2 separate regions of the Mus musculus genome follow, and region 2 is linked to region 1. A link is a contact called in public HiChIP or PLAC-seq data. All regions are on one chromosome and are shown on one strand. Each heading gives the region's core, a stretch centred on a gene start, on an enhancer-like site or on the middle of the called end of the contact. The rest is flanking DNA. Distances are from core to core; before and after follow the strand shown.

Region 1 (3,059 bases), core at 391-2,890:
AATATTCAAAATGTTACTGAAAAAAATCAGAAAATTAAGAGGCAAATAAAAAAAATATTATTTCCTAGTATCCTGATCAGAAAGCCAAAAGTTTTTGAGCTTGGTATAGTAAAGCGATAACATTTTATCCATGGGAATATGATTGTTAGAAATCAAAGAAGAACGGTTTGTGGTAAGACATAACTTACCCACACAGTTAAACAAGAAGCAACTTGACGCGTGCTAGTGATGGCTCAGATCAGACCCTGTCTCAATTGCCTGTCTTAAAAAAGAAGAACCAAGAATTTCTAGACCACACTAGTTAGCTAAGGGTCCAGAGAGCAAGGGATTCTGGGTGTAATCTGAAGTCGACCCATCAGCTGCTCACCTTGGGCAGTCTTGGGAATGACTTCAATCTGTTCAGGCTCAGTTTCTGCAGACGCAGTGAAAGGAAATAAAACTGTAATTCATGTAATGTATGTTAAATAGCCCAAAGAGTTGTTTCTGAGCCTTGAAACCTGGGGCTGAGAACATAGCAGAACAGACCAGGACATGCCCGGGCAAGCCCATCGCCTCCCTATCTCCCACCCCTCTGACCTAAGTTAAATGTTACAGGCTGCTGATGTTTAAATGGACCAATCATGTGAAACCGCGCCAATTCCTCCCCCAGCCCCACTCCTTTTCTATAAAAACCCCTAGCTTCCAAGCCTCGTGGTCGAATCCACTGTCTCCTGTTATGTGAGATACGTTTCGACCCGGAGCTCCGCCATTAAAAAACCTCTTGTTGTTACATCAAGGTGTTGTGTTCTATTCGTGATTCTTGGGTGCACGCCGAATTGGGAGCTGAGTGGGGGTTTCCCCACTGAGTTCTTTCAGCAGTACCAAGATGGCATAGCATGCCCTGCACTCACCTGTGCAGGTTCCACAGCCACACTATGCTCCATGAGAAGGTCTGAAACACTGGACAGAATACCCTAAGATGGATGGACAGCTCTTTCTTCCTGAGTAGGGCTATCAGAGTGTGGGCATCTTTCCTTAACACACAGCTGGATCAGGACCTGAGCCCAACTTCTCTGTCTCCTACACAGGCCTCCTTCCTGGGCACTCCCCAGAAGCTCTGGTGTGTTCTGAGGCAGCATACAGGGCTTGCCTTCCTCTCTTCAGTTTTCACATTCCCTTTGCCAGGAATCCCACCCCCTCCCCTCATAGGCCCTTTTAAGCACTTTCTTCAGACTTGGGACTAGGTGAAAAAATGCAAAGGAACGCATTTCTAAATCCCCACCGCCGAGCTCCCTCACCAAAGAAGAGGGCAACTGGAGACCCAGGAGACATCATAGATGCACTGTCCCCAGCACCTGCCAATTCCTGCATATAACTATCTGAAGAATGCTGGGGTCCAGGGAGCAGGAGTGCAGAGAGGGTAACTCAGAGAAGGGAAACACAGTTCTGGTCTCAAAGTGGCAATAAAAATAAAATTAAACCCTCTCTCACACACATAGGATTCTTTATGTCCTCAATTGAAGTTGCCTGAGTACTTCACACTGGAACTATGGGCAAGAGGATTTTCTGAAAAAACAAACCACACACACACCAGACCTTGCTGCTCCCTTGAAGGGGCTTATTTAAGGCAAAACAAGGCCTCCCATCATCCCTGTGAGAGACCATTGTCCCCCTTGTTGCCACAGCGCCCTGTGAGGCTGTGGGAAACAAATGACCTCAGAGGCACTCAGTGTGTGTCACTGCAAAAGAAAAGAGAATCTAGGGGGCTGGAGGGTGGGGGGAAGGGGGCTGCTGGCCAGCAGAGCCCTCCACAGCCCGGTCCTCCAATGATATCCCTCTAGGCACAGCGGGGAGGAAGCTTGTGGGCCCCAGGAGTCTCCATCCCGCCTGTAACGAGATTAGGCTCCACTCCTTAGCAGCTAGGCGTCCTTCTGGACGTCCTGCTGCTCGCCCTGGTCACTCTGGCCTCTAATTGGTCCTCCCCACAAAATGTCTGGTGGTTGCCTGTGTCAGGCACTCTGTTTCATGCATGCCCTGAATCAAGCATAGGCTCTTCTTTTTTTTTTTTTTTTTTTTTTTTTTTTTTTTTTTTTAAAGATTTATTTATTTATTATATGTAAGTACACTATGTAGTTGTCTTCAGACACTCCAGAAGAGGGAGTCAGATCTCGTGATCGGATGGTTGTGAGCCACCATATGGTTGCTGGGATTTGAACTCCTGACCTTCGGAAGAGCAGTCGGGTGCTCTTACCCACTGAGCCATCTCACCAGCCCCAAGCATAGGCTCTTCTAAGGCCAGGCAGAGCAGTTGTGAGCAATGCGAGAGGGTGAGAGGGTTGATTGGGGATCAGGTAGGCGATCTATAAACAAGGGCAATTCAGGGACCAAGAAGATGGGGATGGGGAGATAGAGAGGATAAAGACAGACAAGAAAGGATGTCAGTAAAGCAAAGCTAAATATTCATCAGCCATTAGCTCCGCAGCACAGAGTGCGCAGCTAGCGAAGGCAGTCCATTGTGGCCTTGCTTGCCCTTGGAATGCATTTGGAGAGGTAAGCACATGACCCAGTCAGACCTGTGCCTTCCCATGGACTAGTCTTTGTCATGGGTTCTAACTACCATCCCATTTGTGTTTGTTTCCCTGTGTGTCTGTGAAGCAGGGCCATGCCCGAGATTCCCAGTTCACACCAGGGCACGTAGACACCATGGCCCATGTGCACACAAGTCTTGACTTCAGGACTCTCTCACAGGAGAGTATCCTACTTTCAGGGGTGACACCAGTCCCGGCCCTCCTGGGTGATATCAGTCACGAGGTGAAGGACCAAACTAGGGAAAAGCAGAGCGTGCACAATCAAGGAGGGTAAGCAGGCTGACACCTGAAGATCCTTCTGTTTCTATTCTGGGCTTAATCCAGACCATGCAAAGAAACAAAAATATAATTTTATATATAATAACACATATGTGTTTTATAGGTGGAGTCTTATATGCATGCAATTTCTGTGGACACACATATTGTACAACTTTATCATTTTTCTCAACTACTGAATTGTTTGTATTATCTCATCAAACATTTTCTCTATGC
Region 2 (3,059 bases), core at 233-2,732, 220 kb before region 1:
CTCTTCAAGTCACCTGCAGCCAATAGGATGCTAGAGGACAGGCTCCTAACCATCTTGGCTCTCCGCAGCAGTCTTCTGCAGACTTCTGCAGAACTGGGGTGTCCCACAAAGAGATGAGGGGCACTTAGCACACAATGCTTTCTTTTCTGGTTTTGGTGGAGAAATCTCTGCTGTCTGATCATGACTCAGAAATTATATAACTTGTTCAGAGAACAAAATGCTAAGTGTTCATTAAGTGAGTTGGGAGACCCAGAAGGTCCAGACACTGTATAGAGCAGGTCCTGGAGCTGCAGGCAGAGATCTAATTGGGGGGAGGCCCTGGAAGGGAGAGAGGATGAGAAGGAGCTTTAACGGAGGAATTTCTGAGACCATCATGGAGTTCCCGTCTTTTCTTTAGTGTCTCCAATCGGCTTCATACAATACAGTCAAGGTATAGTGGATCAACTCCAGGACAGGCAATCACAGTGCAGACCCATCTTACCATCTGGGAGGTGGGACATCTCCATAGGGTGATGGAGAAAGGTCACAGGCAGGGTTGGGACGAGAACTCTTGCCTTGTCTTTCCTCAATATTCTCTTTCTACTTGAAAAGAGAAGGATAAAGTCCTCCAGTGCTGGAGTCAGATGGCTTTAGTGTGTAGCCTGAAAGATTCAGTCTACTGGCCATGTGACTCCTCCACAGTACTAAAGGGAATAGATTTCTCCAATAGAGTGGTCCAGCTTGCCTCTTCCTCTGGGCCCCGGGAATTAGCTCATTAGACTCCTCTTGGGTGTCGAGACAATGGGTTGCCATGGGTACTCTCAGAACAGCACCCAACATGTAATGAGTTCTGTAGGGTGGGGTCATCCCCTTCTTCTCCCTCCAACTCTCCTTCTTTTCCCTTCCCTTCTTCCCCCTCCTCTTGAACCTAGGTCTGGTTAGCTGTGGACATTTGTCTATTTTGCTATAACCCCTGGCAGTTTCAGCGTGTTAGAGGAGTGTGGGAATCGGGCACTGGCCTGTGTCCTGCAGTGAGCCATAAAACAGCGGCAAAGGGAGCGGCCAGTGCAGATAGGCCTAGAGATGAAAGGCAGTGTGTTTTCCTTTCCAGAGTTCGGCTGTGTTCCTGAAGGCCCACAGCTTCCTCTGTCCTGCTGCTGGCTCTCCTTTTTTTTTTTTTTTCTCTTCCCAGTTCCCCTCAGGGATATCTTAAGAGGCAAACTTCCAGCACTAACAGGAGGTCTTTTGTTCTCCTAGTCTCAAAGTGGACTTTAACCCAGTTACTACAGACTGAGTCACAGTAAAAACAAACAAATAATAATACTTGGTTTTTCTTAAAGCCTCTTCCATTCCTGTTGACTGAAAAGGGGGAATCTGACACTTTCTTGGGCCTATGGGGGCTCTTCCCCACCCCAACCTTTTAGAGAGACAGTCTCAGAGAACCTTCCAGAACATTCTGGAGCTAGGCACTATGACTTGTTTTAGACTTTCATCTGATTTTGGGTGGTGTATGGACTCTGAGGAATTTGGGGGTCTCAGCATAGTCCTGGTAGGGCTCATCCTAGTCTGAGGAGCACTTGTTACACTCCTGGTGTGGACACATACTTACTCCTGGACTAGCCTCCCTTATTCACACTTTAGAGTCTTTATATGTGAAACTAGGGGATGAGGACATTCTCTGATTTTATCAAGAGAGACTTTGCGATTGACCCTGCTCTGCTAGAAGACGCTAGGGCAAATTAAGATGCTGTTTATAGCAGTCTGAGTCCATTCACTAAAAGCTTTATGGGCCCTTAGGAGTAGGGTGGGTGTCAGAGGAGAAAACCCCACTTCCTGGCCTCAGAAAGGCACACAGGTAAGCAGGGAAATGCGGAATCTTTTCCTGAGGTAAGATGGGTTTGTGTGAAGGGAAGGGGGTGACTGTTTCCATGGGGAGGGCATAGAAGTTTTTCCTAGGGGATGTAGCAATTGAGAGTGGAGCTGCTCAGGGAATGGAAAGTTGGGTGTTTAGGACAGGTGGAAGGAGCGAGGAAGGGTCCAAGGCATTGGGCTCATCAACAAAATGCTGTCTTAAGTATTTCTCTAAGAAGTTTTGCTTACATGTAAAAAAATATGGTTTTGCTTAAAGGCTCTTCTATTCCTGTTGACTGAAAGGGGGAACCTGACACTGCCTTGGGCCTACGGGACTCTTCTCCACCCCGATCTTTTAGAGACACAGTCTAGGAGAACCTTCCAGAACATGTGGAGCTTGGCACTGTGACTTGTTTTAGACTTTCATCTGATCTTGTTTAAGCAGACCTGGGCCTTCTCTTTTGTAAAAAGAGAAGAGTCTAGAAGAACATGCTACCAGCTTTGGAACTCTGTTCTAAGATGTCCGACTACATGCAACATTAAGACATGCCTGAGGCCACTAGTCCATCAGACACACTGCCCAAGGGTGTAGCCGTGGTTCCCAGTGAAAGGATTCCCATTCCCTAAGAGCTTGTCATCCTTAACTCCCCAGAGTGCAAGGACCTTGGGCAACACACTCATCACTCCCATCATGAAAAGCCAATTCAGGTGCTTGAAAATGCTGGTTCAATTAGCCCCAACTTCTAGGTCTTCTTTCTATGTGCCATCTCCAGAATCCTTGGGTAGATTGATGGTCCTCTGTGTGGCTATGGCTCATTCTTTACATTGTGACTTAAGCTCCATTCTCCAACAGCCCTCCTCCTGGGCTGTGAGCTCCTTAGAGGGAACTATGCTAAAGTACTTTTGTTTGTTTGTTTGAGATGGGGCCTCACTATGTAGCCTGGCTGTTCTGGAACTGGCTATGTAGACTAAGCTGGCCTCAAACTTATGGATATTACCTGCCTCTGTTTCCTGAATGCTGAGAATAAAGGCATGTACCATTGTCCCCAGCTAGTACTGTCAAACAGTCAATCTTTCCCAATGTTTGTTTCATAGACCTATAATGTGACCAAGGGATGGTTGATGGTGTATTCTGTTCTGTCTGACAAATAACAACAGAAATGTCACCTTCATCACCATCAACTTAATAGGCTTAGGCCTAAGACTTCCCACTGATCTCAGCCCTGTAT

What was found. HiChIP or PLAC-seq counts read pairs in DNA pulled down with a chosen protein or histone mark.
Region 2: an H3K27ac HiChIP or PLAC-seq map of epiblast stem cells shows a contact between it and region 1, with 4 times the contacts expected there. The contact joins the promoter of 4933435C09Rik here to the enhancer-like site in region 1. A contact is called at or near these places in 2 of 484 Hi-C or Micro-C datasets (the MNK3 cell line and cerebral cortex), 3 of 115 datasets of contacts at active chromatin or transcription factors (embryonic basal ganglia, epiblast stem cells and heart atrium) and 1 of 9 other capture datasets (liver).

The regions. Positions count from the first base shown.
Region 1 is chr12:79,718,037-79,721,095 of GRCm38.p6, reverse strand. All of the region lies in intron 8 of Rad51b (RAD51 paralog B), which reads right to left. Among named protein-coding and RNA genes, the nearest start is that of Gm36048, 79 kb to the left of the region's middle. Within about 2 kb of position 1,640, at least 71 of the 459 cell types and tissues checked have an H3K27ac peak or open chromatin away from gene starts, as enhancers often do. A contact at or near this core is called in cerebral cortex, embryonic basal ganglia and epiblast stem cells, where this site is marked.
Region 2 is chr12:79,934,962-79,938,020 of GRCm38.p6, reverse strand. 4933435C09Rik (a long non-coding RNA gene) reads right to left here and starts at 1,482. Exons shown (of 3, transcript XR_381736.3): 1 at 482-1,482. 9430078K24Rik (RIKEN cDNA 9430078K24 gene) reads left to right here and starts at 1,757. Exons shown (of 4, transcript NR_131074.1): 1 at 1,757-1,834.